Linked DNA regions of Mus musculus: all the other regions are linked to region 3. The links are chromatin contacts, called in public HiChIP or PLAC-seq and promoter capture Hi-C maps. All regions are on one chromosome and are shown on one strand. The core of a region is the stretch at or near the end of the contact, and the rest is flanking DNA. Distances in the headings are between cores, read along the strand shown.

The links. Promoter capture Hi-C pulls out the DNA fragments that hold promoters and counts their contacts. HiChIP or PLAC-seq counts read pairs in DNA pulled down with a chosen protein or histone mark.
Region 1: a promoter capture Hi-C map of liver shows a contact between it and region 3, with 2.9 times the contacts expected there. The contact joins the promoter of E130310I04Rik here to the promoter of Pdia5 in region 3. A contact is called at or near these places in 8 of 39 promoter capture datasets (the 3T3-L1 cell line, 3T3-L1-derived adipocytes, embryonic stem cells and 4 more), 2 of 115 datasets of contacts at active chromatin or transcription factors (embryonic stem cells and stem cell-derived neural progenitor cells) and 1 of 9 other capture datasets (embryonic stem cells).
Region 2: a FOXA1 HiChIP or PLAC-seq map of pancreatic cancer cells shows a contact between it and region 3. The contact joins the promoter of Mylk here to the promoter of Pdia5 in region 3. A contact is called at or near these places in 1 of 115 datasets of contacts at active chromatin or transcription factors (pancreatic cancer cells) and 1 of 9 other capture datasets (embryonic stem cells).

What each region holds. Positions count from the first base shown.
Region 1 is chr16:34,957,351-34,960,674 of GRCm38.p6, reverse strand. E130310I04Rik (RIKEN cDNA E130310I04 gene) reads left to right here and starts at 1,681. Exons shown (of 4, transcript NR_045723.1): 1 at 1,681-1,908. The region is part of intron 21 of Mylk (myosin, light polypeptide kinase); the gene reads right to left.
Region 2 is chr16:34,783,696-34,787,306 of GRCm38.p6, reverse strand. It overlaps Mylk (myosin, light polypeptide kinase), which reads right to left and starts at 2,357. Exons shown (of 32, transcript NM_139300.3): 1 at 2,280-2,357. The coding sequence starts at 2,303.
Region 3 is chr16:35,489,386-35,493,051 of GRCm38.p6, reverse strand. It overlaps Pdia5 (protein disulfide isomerase associated 5), which reads left to right and starts at 2,179. Exons shown (of 17, transcript NM_028295.1): 1 at 2,179-2,323. The coding sequence starts at 2,288.

The DNA.
Region 1 (3,324 bases), core at 432-2,931, 530 kb after region 3:
CCTCCGTGCTTATCCTCAGAGCTGTGTCTGATGCTCTTTATCCTTTCCAAGTACAGAGCCCACATGAGTTGAACTAACTACCGGGTGGGACCAGGGTTCTCCCATGAGCCTCTCTGCTAAAGACAGACACATCTGGCCTGGACAGTGCCTGACAAACAAGAGACTGGCTCGCTGGCTACGGCTGGACCCATGCTTCCTCGGAATTCTCCCAGGGCTCCCTGGAGACATGGCTGGCAGAATGGGAAATCCTTCCAGCTGCAAGAGTTTGTGCTCAGTAGAGGGTGGCTACTGCTGGGAAACCAGAGAACCTTGTCTGTGATGCTTCCCAACAGCCCGGCTTCCCTTTGCCCTCTTTGTGTTTGCCCACACCATGTCTGTCTGGGCTGGGCCTGCAGAGATGGCCAAGCACTGATCCTGAATCCAACAGCTACTGGCCTAAACTACGGCACACGCTTGGAAAGAGGCTCTAAGAGGCTGAGGCTGAGGCTGAATTCACGGTGCTGGTTAGTTTTAACTGTCAGTCTGATACAACCGTGAATCAACTGGGAAGAAAGCCTTAACAAGGAATTACACAGATCAGGTTGGCCTGTGGGTGTATCTATGGGGAATGTCTTGACTGTTATCTGAGGCAGGAAGACTCAGGCCATTGTGGCTGTAGATTCCCTAGGCAGGGCAAACCGGATAGTATGAGGGGAGTAAGCTAACTGAGAGCAAGAGAGCACACCGCGATGCATTTGGTCTCTCGGCTCTTGGCCATGAATGTGAAATGACTAGCGACCTGAGTTCTAGCCTAGCCTAGCCCTGAGATGGTGGACTGTAAGCCAGAATTGTGAGCCAATCCACTCTTTTCTCCCTATGTTGCTTTTAGTCAGGGTGCATTATCAGAGCAAGCCGGAACACTCACTAGTCATGGACAAAGCCACAGGAGAGTCCCACAACCCTGTGCATCCAGACAGGGTTCCGTCCTTTCTATGCTGTCAGGCAGAATGAGACCAAGCTAGTGTCATGCTTACACTGGTAAGCCGGGAATCTCTAAGGCGTATCTCCAGCCCTTCCAAATCACATCAGCTTTAAACTCAGAATGTAGTTGGTGTAGGTTGGGTTCTTGATACTTTGTTTTTCTCCCTTAGAGTTAGGAGGAGGCCTGTTATTCTTGTGTTGGGTGAGTGACATTAAAGAATCCATCTGGATCCCCTGCTCCTCCCTCATCCTCTCCCAGGTCACACAGAACAGCCCAGAAGGCGCAGGCGCAGGCCCAGGCCAGGCTGCAAACCTCATTCTTATGCTGCTTCTTAAAATACAATAATTAGCCTCGGAAATAGCTAAGTATCCCTCACTTAAACCAACTTGGGGGGGGGGAAGGGCTAGCTTTTGTTGATTTGAAAATGAGACTCTTGAGTGATCTGAAAAGAAGGCAGCTCTTCAGAGAATATGCCACAAGAGACTTCTGCAGCTAAGGAGCACAAGTCACTTTTAAGTGGCCTTATTTAGTCGGCCCATCAAGTGGATGCGTTTCAAGTGCTTGAAAACTGTCCAGAATAGGTGGAACAATATCTACTTTATCTCATTTGTGTTTATATCTACTTAATAAACCCCAATCAGATAATATGCAGATGTCCCTGGAGACACACAGGTAAATCAGGTTAATCCTGGTTTACTTTGGCCTAAGTCTAAATTCATGGGCTTTGAATGGATGTAGCTGTGCTGTGGCCATCAATACGAGTCCTCATTTTATTGAGCGATTCTATTCTTAGCTCTGGGGTGGGGGAGGCAGACAGAGAGCCTGCTCCCCATTCCATTCCCCTCCTAGGACGGCATTTAACATGTTGCTCCTGCCAGCTGGCAGGCAGCCACACCGATGGCCCTGTCAGCACCGGCAGTGGAGAATGAGAAACTCAACCATAAAAGGTCAGAACTGCAGCTCCCGCAGTGGGGCTGGGGGAAGGGGAGTGTGGCACGGCCCGGGGTGGCCCCGATTGGGGTAGGGGGCACTGGTTTCAGAAAGGCAGTTTAAAGTTGTTGACCCCACACAGGGGCAGATAGATGGGAAGGCTGAGGAAGAGGTTTCTCTGTCTTAGAGAGATTCTTCACTCTTTAGCCATCCACAGGCCATGGGCACATCTGGAGGGCAGGCTTTTGAGAGTCTGAAATGAGTTCTTCCCTTAGTTTCCCTTCTGCATGGCTGGAGACATACCTATCCACTTTGGGCCTAAGGTGAGGATAGGAGATAAAGATGGAGAAGGAAGACTGGGACCAAAGTTAGGGACCACAGAGTGACAGCACTAAGAGAGCCTCTGAGTCCTCTCCAACTGCCAACTTCATGCTTGGGACATTCCTCAGATCCCCGCTGTGGCTCATGAATCCTTTCTAACACTCTTTTGTTCTGTAGGTGTGAGCCCTGCTGTGAAGTTGGGGACTAGTCTTCACACTGAACCCAAAGGAGCCCCTTTGTCTAATTGAAACCCTGTAAGCTTGAAAGCCAAGATTGACTGGAAAACCTACTCAAATCTAATGTGTATGCAATTAAATACCAGGCCAAAGTCTTTCAGGAGCCCCATATATGGAGGCCCACACAGGCATACAACACAGTCTACTGTCCCCCTAGCTGCACCTTCTTGTGTCCCTCTACTGTACTATATGCATCTGCCACAAGGGGAACCATGACCGAGGGAAAACAGTGAGCATCACCCATGGGAGGAAGCCACATAGAAAGCGATTTAGATGTGTCAGAAGACAGATCGGAACGTAAAAACAGTTACTAGGAAAGAAGGCAACACCAAATCTTGAGACTCGGTCTAAATAGGGGTTCAGCTTACTGGGAACTCAGAGATATAGAAAGGGGAAGAACTTAGGGTTAGCAATCACAGTGACCTTAGAGAAACAGTCTCTCTAGACCAAGCAACATGGGATTAAGGGGCAGGTAGCTGCAGAGGGCCAGAGGCCAAGGGGTGAGGCTGCTCTGCCACCGGGTTAGCCCAGGGGCTGGGGCACAGAAAGCAGAGCACTGCAGGAAGGCCAATCGATGCAGGGGGTGGGGGTGGGGTAATGCCTGTGCTGTTGGAACAAGCGGGGGATGAAAAGCTGAGTGAGCTGAGGATGGTGGAGTCCTGAGAACCTGGGAACTGGACCAAAGAAAAGAACCCTCCTCAAGGTACAGGAGCCATTGATGGCATGGTGTACAGGTACCTGGAGGTCTGGAGGCCACCAAGTTCAGAGGAGTCTAATGCCTCGTAGTTCTCAGTGAAGCTAGAGGCCTAAGGGCTTTGTGTGTGTCCTGGGAGTGGGGAGGGGGCAGGGGGATGGCAACGGGGAACGTGTCTCCAG
Region 2 (3,611 bases), core at 1,108-3,607, 710 kb after region 3:
AGAAAGGGCAGAATAATGCCCTCCCCGCCTCCCGCCATTCTATTGAGATTAACTATTTACTACAAGGCAGGATTTCAACAGCTATCTGAGTGGGAGGAAGAGGAAGGAAAAATCAAAGCAGATGTATACAGCCAAAGGGGCTAAGGGAGCTTGTGGAGGGCCACAGTTTCCTAGGCTTGGAGGAAACAGGTAAATATCCCATAGCAATGCCCTAACCACGGTCAAAATTCACTTCCTGTTACATTCTGCTTTAGCCCCCTGCTGTTAGCTGGCCAACTCACTGCTCCTTCAATCACACCTAATTCATTCCAGCCCCAGGATCTTTGTGGTTGCCAAGCTCTTGGCCTTGAACAGAGTTCTCCATCCAGATGCCCTATGACCCATGCTTTTCCTTCACTCTCCACTTTGCTTATATGTCCCCTCCATAAAAAATGTGTTCTACTTGGCCATCAGGCATTAAACGAGCATGCACACGCCCCTCACTTTGTTCTCCACGGCACCTTAAAGTTGCTACCTACTTCTCCCTCTAAATGAAAAGTACATTAGAGCAGGAAATTTGACGCTCTTGTCACTCAAGGAAGACTTCTTGAATGAATGAATGAGTATCAAGGCATGCCATTTTAGTATTCTTTTTTGGAAAAGAGGACGGAATTTCTCCAAGATGGTTACAATAATGGCAAAGGTCCCAAGCAGCCTCCTGAGACACAGGCCCAAGAGAAAGCAATTTACTAAGAGGACCATCCACAGATGAATAACCCACTGGCTGCATAAATCTCAATGTAAGGAGCAATACAAAAGAGCAAGACAATGTGAAACCTACAGAGGAGCACATTAACTCTCTACAAAATAGCTCAGAGAAAATGCTTACCTCGGAAAGAGATAGAACTAAATTCCATATTTAAATACGAATTAGCAAGTAACAAAGTCTAGAAAAATACGTGTGCTGCCATAAGAAAAAGAATTAACAATGAAGCATTTGCAACTGCGGTTTGATGTGCTATTGTTAGGCAGTTAGGTCCCAGAGAACACTGAAGGTCATTGAAGATGAACCCCTGCCTCACAGTCAGCAGCTTGTAATACCGGGAACTGAGCCTGTAGGACTCTGGTTACTGGTCAAAGGAATGGGATTTGGGACATCCTGGCCCTAGGTGAAGACATGACTTTCCAAACTTCTCAGGGACCGTTTGATTGCTATCTAGAGGACATGATTTACAATCTATAGTCAGTAAAGTGCTTGCTACATAAACCCCAGAGCCTCAGGTCAATCCCCAGTACCCATGTCAAACCTAGGCCCAGGGGTGTGCACCATAAGCCCAGCTCTGGGAAAGCAGAGATAGGAGGATCTCTGGGACTTGATGGCCAGCTAGTCTAGTAGTCTAGAGAGAATGTGGAGCTCCAGGGTCAGAAAGAGATCTTTTTTTTTTTTTTTTTTTTTAGATTTATTTATTTATTATATGTAAGTACACTGTAGCTGTCCTCAGATACTCCAGAAAAGGGCATCAGATTTCGTTACAGCTGGTCGTGAGCCACCATGTGGTTGCTGGGATTTGAACTCAGGACCTTCGGAAGAGCAGTCGGCGCTCTTAACCACTGAGCCATCTTGCCAGCCCCTCAGAAAGAGATCTTGTCTCAAAAATAAGGTAGAACCTAAGGTGGCAAAGGGAACTCACCTCCCTCACCGTGGAAACAATAGAAAGTTATATATGTACATGACACAGGTTATATACACAAAATACCAAAGGATGACCCATGGTTTTGAAACCTGAGAATATTTGCTACTGTACAACTGGCCACAAAAGGTACCATCTGTGTTCAACAGGCTTTCTCTGTGTCTGTTACTACAAGAGCCTTCTCCATAAACAGAAGGCGAGCACATCTGCGATCTGTGTGTGTGTGTGTGTGTGTGTGTGTGTGTGTGTGTGTGTGTTCTCTCAGGCAACCTGAAACAGCTCACTGACATACAACCAGCTGTGGTTATAGGCTCAGTAACAGGGTCCCACTATATCCTCCAAACCAAGGAGGTCTGCCTCCCTACAAAGACAAAAGAGAATTCAAAATTGGGCAGAGTTCATCAGAGGGGTGCCCTGGAAAGTCGGGAGGGGAAGTTTCAGGACTCATGCATGAATAATCTCTAGCAGAAGCTGGAAGCCCCCTCCCCACCCCTCCACCCTTTCAGATTTTGTCCTGGCTGCTCCCAATGACACTTCTCATTGACTCTAAATTTTTACTGGCTAAGCCAAGGCCAACAAGTAATTCTAAAAAAATCATTGTACTCTCACCTTCCCAGGTAACTGGCCAGACATGCTTTCACATAAAGGCTCTCTTGGAAACCCAGGCAGAGACACGAGTTCCCCTCTACAGCTCTCCAGGATCCTGAGGCAGAATGGTCAACAGCAGCAGTACTTAAGCCCTGCTGACTCACCAGTGCCTTCTCTGTGGTCGGCTGTGGTAACTGGTAGGAGGGCCAGGGAAGGGCCTGGAGAACTGCTTCCGGCCCTGCACGTACCAGGGAATGTTCTGAACTGCAGCTCAGAAGCCACAGGGGTGGGGAGAAGAAAAGGAAAAAAAAGGAGAAAGGAAAGACAAACCAATCAGAGACAGACATGTCAAAGAGTATAAGAGCAGCCAGGAACATTACCTTGTGCTCAAGGAAGTCTCACAGGTGATAGTAAGGGGTGCTACAAACTTGGAGTTCAGAAACAACAGTTCCAAGAAGAGCCTTCTTCACCATGGAAGACTGATGGGCAGTATTCTGGTCAGGATGAAGGACTGGAAAGGGGTCTGGCACAGGTGAGGGAGAAGGGCTTTGGTTCTGACGAGGGTGAGGGAGAAGGGCTTTGGGTGCCACCTCCAGGCAGTGAAGGTATAGATGGATGACAGGGTCTTCTGGAGAAGTTGCCTGGGTAAGCTGAGGCCTGGCTTGAGAGACACTGCCACGGATAAAGGGCTGACAGAGCTAAAAGAAAATAATACAGTGTGGAAGAAGAATGGCCTCAGAGGCAAGTGTCCCTCTGACAGACTGGGCCTCTGTTCTTTGTTTCTCTAGAATTCACATCAAGGCAGCCGACAGAGTCCACCCACTCCATCAAGTCCAGGACACTAAAGGTCTCTCGTCTCCTTTCTTCAGAGACCTTTGCTCCTTCTGGAGGCAAATTTTACATTTTTACGCGGGAAACTAATGCCTTTAGAAGACCCATTTCTCTCAAAGTGCAGGTTCGTGGATTTTGCCCTCTGTAGCTTGTTTCTACCTTTCCTGAGCTATGCTACTTTATGAAGGGCAAACCTAAAGGGAAATGGGCTCTCATCATGGCATATGGGAAGCCAGGAGGCTACAGAATGAAAGATCCTTGTGAGGTCCCTTAATGAAGCACAAAGGAGCCCCAGAGGGCTCCTTCACACAGAGTTGATGGCTTCCTTCCTACTTTGAGGCACATTCTAAAGAACTGTGAGTAACTGGGCTCTTAGAGGAATGCAATGGCTGGGCCTACCTCGGTCTCCTGGCTGGATACTCCATCCATCTGGCAGGAAGCACCAACTTTGTCCTATTTGGCCACAAGACCAAGTGGACACAGTCAGGATGGGCATTTCTGCTTCTCTTCTGTGCTAAGTCA
Region 3 (3,666 bases), core at 930-3,429:
AGTAAGGACTTAGATGGGTCTCTTGAGAAGGGGTGAGCCAAGAATGACAGCTAGGTGTGTATGGCCTTGAGACTTTAGCCTGACCGAGAGACGGAACTTGGAGCCTGCAGGTCAGGAGCAGCAATTGTTCCTGGGTCAGGTTATTCTGCATAGTCTTCCACCTCCACAAGTTCCATTTCAGCTGGCCTAAGGACTACATCAGCAGTCTCTACTTAAGATGCAACTCTCTGTTGGGCTAATTACCCAAGTCATCTTCATAATCAATAAAAGCAAGTGACTTAGGACACAGCCCTATCTCTGGGGACTTACCCCAAAGCAGCACATGCAACAATTTCCTGAATAACATTGATGAAACAATGAGATGGTTGCTACAATGTGGCAGTTAGCTCCCATGTACAATGTGATGGTTGCTACTGTGATGCTGTGAGCACTCCTGACACAAAGTGATGTAGGCTTGTGTGTTTGTTTACACACAGTGTTTCTGGAAGGCAAGACAGCTAAAGACTAACAATGGGTATGCACTAAAGGTAAGGAGTAGACACCTGGAAACTGGGGGATGAGAGAGGCTTTAGACAGCTGGCAACGTTTATTCAGGGAATATCTCCCAACTCCTCAATGTGCACTTCCTCTGTCCATTTTATTATTCTCCATTTGCATCCTTATGACGGAGTAGTTGTCCAACAAACATTCCTAAATGAAGTGACAAGCTGATGGTGCGCGTGACAAAGAGGATTCAAAAGAGGATTTTTTGTTTTGTTGTACATAAAAGACCTGTCTTATGTCTATGGGTGTTTTTTTTTTTTTTTTTTGTTGTTGGTTTTTGTTTGTTTGTTTTTTGGGTTTTTCGAGTCAGGGTTTCTCTGTATAGCCCTGGCTGTCCTGGAACTCACTTTATAGACCAGGCTGGTCTCGAACTCAGAAATCCGCCTGCCTCTACCTCCCGAGTGCTGGGATTAAAGGCGTGCACCACCCTACCCATATGTAGGAGTACCACAATCATATCTTGTGCCCTTGGAGATCAGATACCCTGGAATTGGGGTTACAGGATGGTTGTTAGTTGCTATGTGGGAGCCAACAGCAGCAAGTGCTCCTAAATAATGTACCCATTGTCCAGCTCCCATTTTACATTTTTTGTTCAGGTAATTAGCATTCATTTAACATCAATTAACTATTTAAATGATACAGTTTGGTGGCATTTAATACATTCATAATGCTGTGCTGCTTCCCCTTTTATCTAGCTCTGAAAGATTTTCATCCTCATCAATGGATTTCTGAACTGAAATTCCTTTCCTCCATTCCCCAGGTCAGAGTAATCTGTTTACACAAAATGCAAACAAACAAACCAAAAAAAAAAAAACAAAACCAAAACCATTTTTTCCAATTTTTGTATATTTTATATAAATGCAATCATACAATATACAACATTTTGCATTTGGCTTTTTAAGAATCAGCATCATATATTTTTGATATTTGTTAACATGGTTGTGTGAATTTCTTTTTATTGGATGAATAGTATTCCGTTGTACCGGTGTATATCACATTTTCTGTATTTGTCTTTTGAGGATATTTAGACTCACTCTTTCTTTCTTTCTTTCTTTCTTTCTTTCTTTCTTCCTTTCTTTCTTCTTTGACTATCATAAACAGCGCTGCTAGGAACATTGGTGTGCTAGTACTACTTGAACACACTTTTCGATTCTTTTGAGTATATGGTTAAGGAGTAAGGGGATAGTGTGGTGATCTATACTTAATATTTTTTGGGCTCTCTAAATTGTTTTCCCGACACCTCAATAATGTTTTGTCAAGGGGAAAAAAAAAGCCTCGGGAGCAGATGGCATTTTCCATCCTCCACAGGCCATCATAGACTTTACAATTAGTACCTACAGTCAAATGACTGGAATTCTCTGGGTTGCCTGCTAATCCTCGGGGTGGGGAAACTAACTTCTGGGGGCAGAGTGAGTTGTTGGTTCTGATTCTGCGGGCACAGAGCAAGGCTCCTTAGTGAACAACTGTCCCTACTCCCCAGCCTCCCTGCCCCCCATCCTCACAGCTGCTACTCTGCGTCCTCAGGCAAAGTCCGAGGCAGAGGCATCCCGAGCTTCTCGTGAACTACAACTCCCGGCAGGCTCCTTCCCGGGCCGCCTCTCCTAGCCTGGTGCGCATGCTTTGGCAGACGTGGCACCGGGAACTCGGAGGCGGGGAGCGGCTGTGAAGTGGCCGTAGCTGTTGGCCGAGGTGGAGCTGGCAGGCGTGCGCGGGAGCCGGGTGCAGACGGCAGGAGGCGGCGGGGATGGCGCGGGCGTGGGGGCTGCTACTGGCGATTGGGGTGAGGCTGTGGGCCGGCGACACGTGCGTCCCGCATGGCCGTGGGAGCGCGCGGTCCGGGTTGGTTGGGGGCGTGCTCGCCGGGTGGCAATAGGGTCTTTGGTCCTCTGCTCTCCACTGGGGCCGGGCCGGGTGATCCCTCTCTCCGGGTTCGCGCTCCCGCACAACTTTGCGGGGACGCAGGTCTGGGATGTCCTTAGCCTAAGCAGGACTCCCCGGGCGGTGCTTGCACCTGTGTGAGTGTGGGGTGGAGGCTGCCTTCCACTTGCGCAGCAGGAACACTTGCTCGTGGGTTGGACCCCCGGAGAAAGGGCGCGTGACGGGTTGGGTGGGGTCACCACCTCCAAGAGTTCTGCTCCCACGGTGATGCCGGCTCCAGCCCCGGCCACTTTCGAGCTGTGTGTGTGGCGCCCTGGATCTGTAAACGTGTCTGCGTTCCTTCTATGAGATGGGAAACCGTAAAGATACCCGCTAAGGAGGTTGTCAGACGGGTCGGCTGAGGAGTCGGTGGAACCAGCTCCGGAGACTGCAAAATGATACCGGAGTGATACAGAAGTGGAGGAGGGGTGAACCGTGGTGCAGACTATGTGGGGATGGGAGGACTTTCCCGAACAAGCATCCCCCGAGAAGAAGTGGGGACTGGGGACGGGTTTGCCCCTGGGGCTGAGGTGTGGTTGTGGGTGTGTGACAGGATGTAGTTGCCTTCTTCCACATCTCTCTCGTAACTTCTTGTCTCCCTTGTGTTGGGTCCATCTCCTTATGGCCACCGCCACTATCACCAAGTTCGGAAGACTTACTTGCCCCTACCACTCCACTGTTTTCCCTTTGGGTGTGGCAAGGATGCTGGGCAGATGGGGGGGGGTGTGGTGGAAAGGGAGGGGTGATTAGATCTAAACGCTTGAACTCCGCAGTGCCCTGTCCTTTGGGATCACCAGTTAAAGGAGTGACATCGAGTTTTCTGTTATGTGGAAGAAGGTGTCAAAGGAAGCTCCCTGTTCCCAGTTCTGCATCCTCCGTCTAGGAGAGATCTAGTAGGTTACCGCGAAGCTTTGGGGTGCTGGTGGTGTGCCATGATGTTTGACATAAGTTTCCTGGAGCCAGTTGGGCTGACTCCCATCAGGATGTCAGTCCTTGAACTCTGAGGGAGGAGGGTTTTGCTTTCTTCCTTTTTCCCTCCCTTCAGTAAAAACAAGAGCCCAGGGGACTGACCTTTTACTCTGTAAACATTTATCAACCACATTGTTTGCCACCGGGTTGAATTTTGGGTGGGGAGCAAACTACACTCTGCGCCTGCCTTCAGGTGTTGCCCTCGGCTGAACAGCAGTCAATCCTGTGAGCAAATAC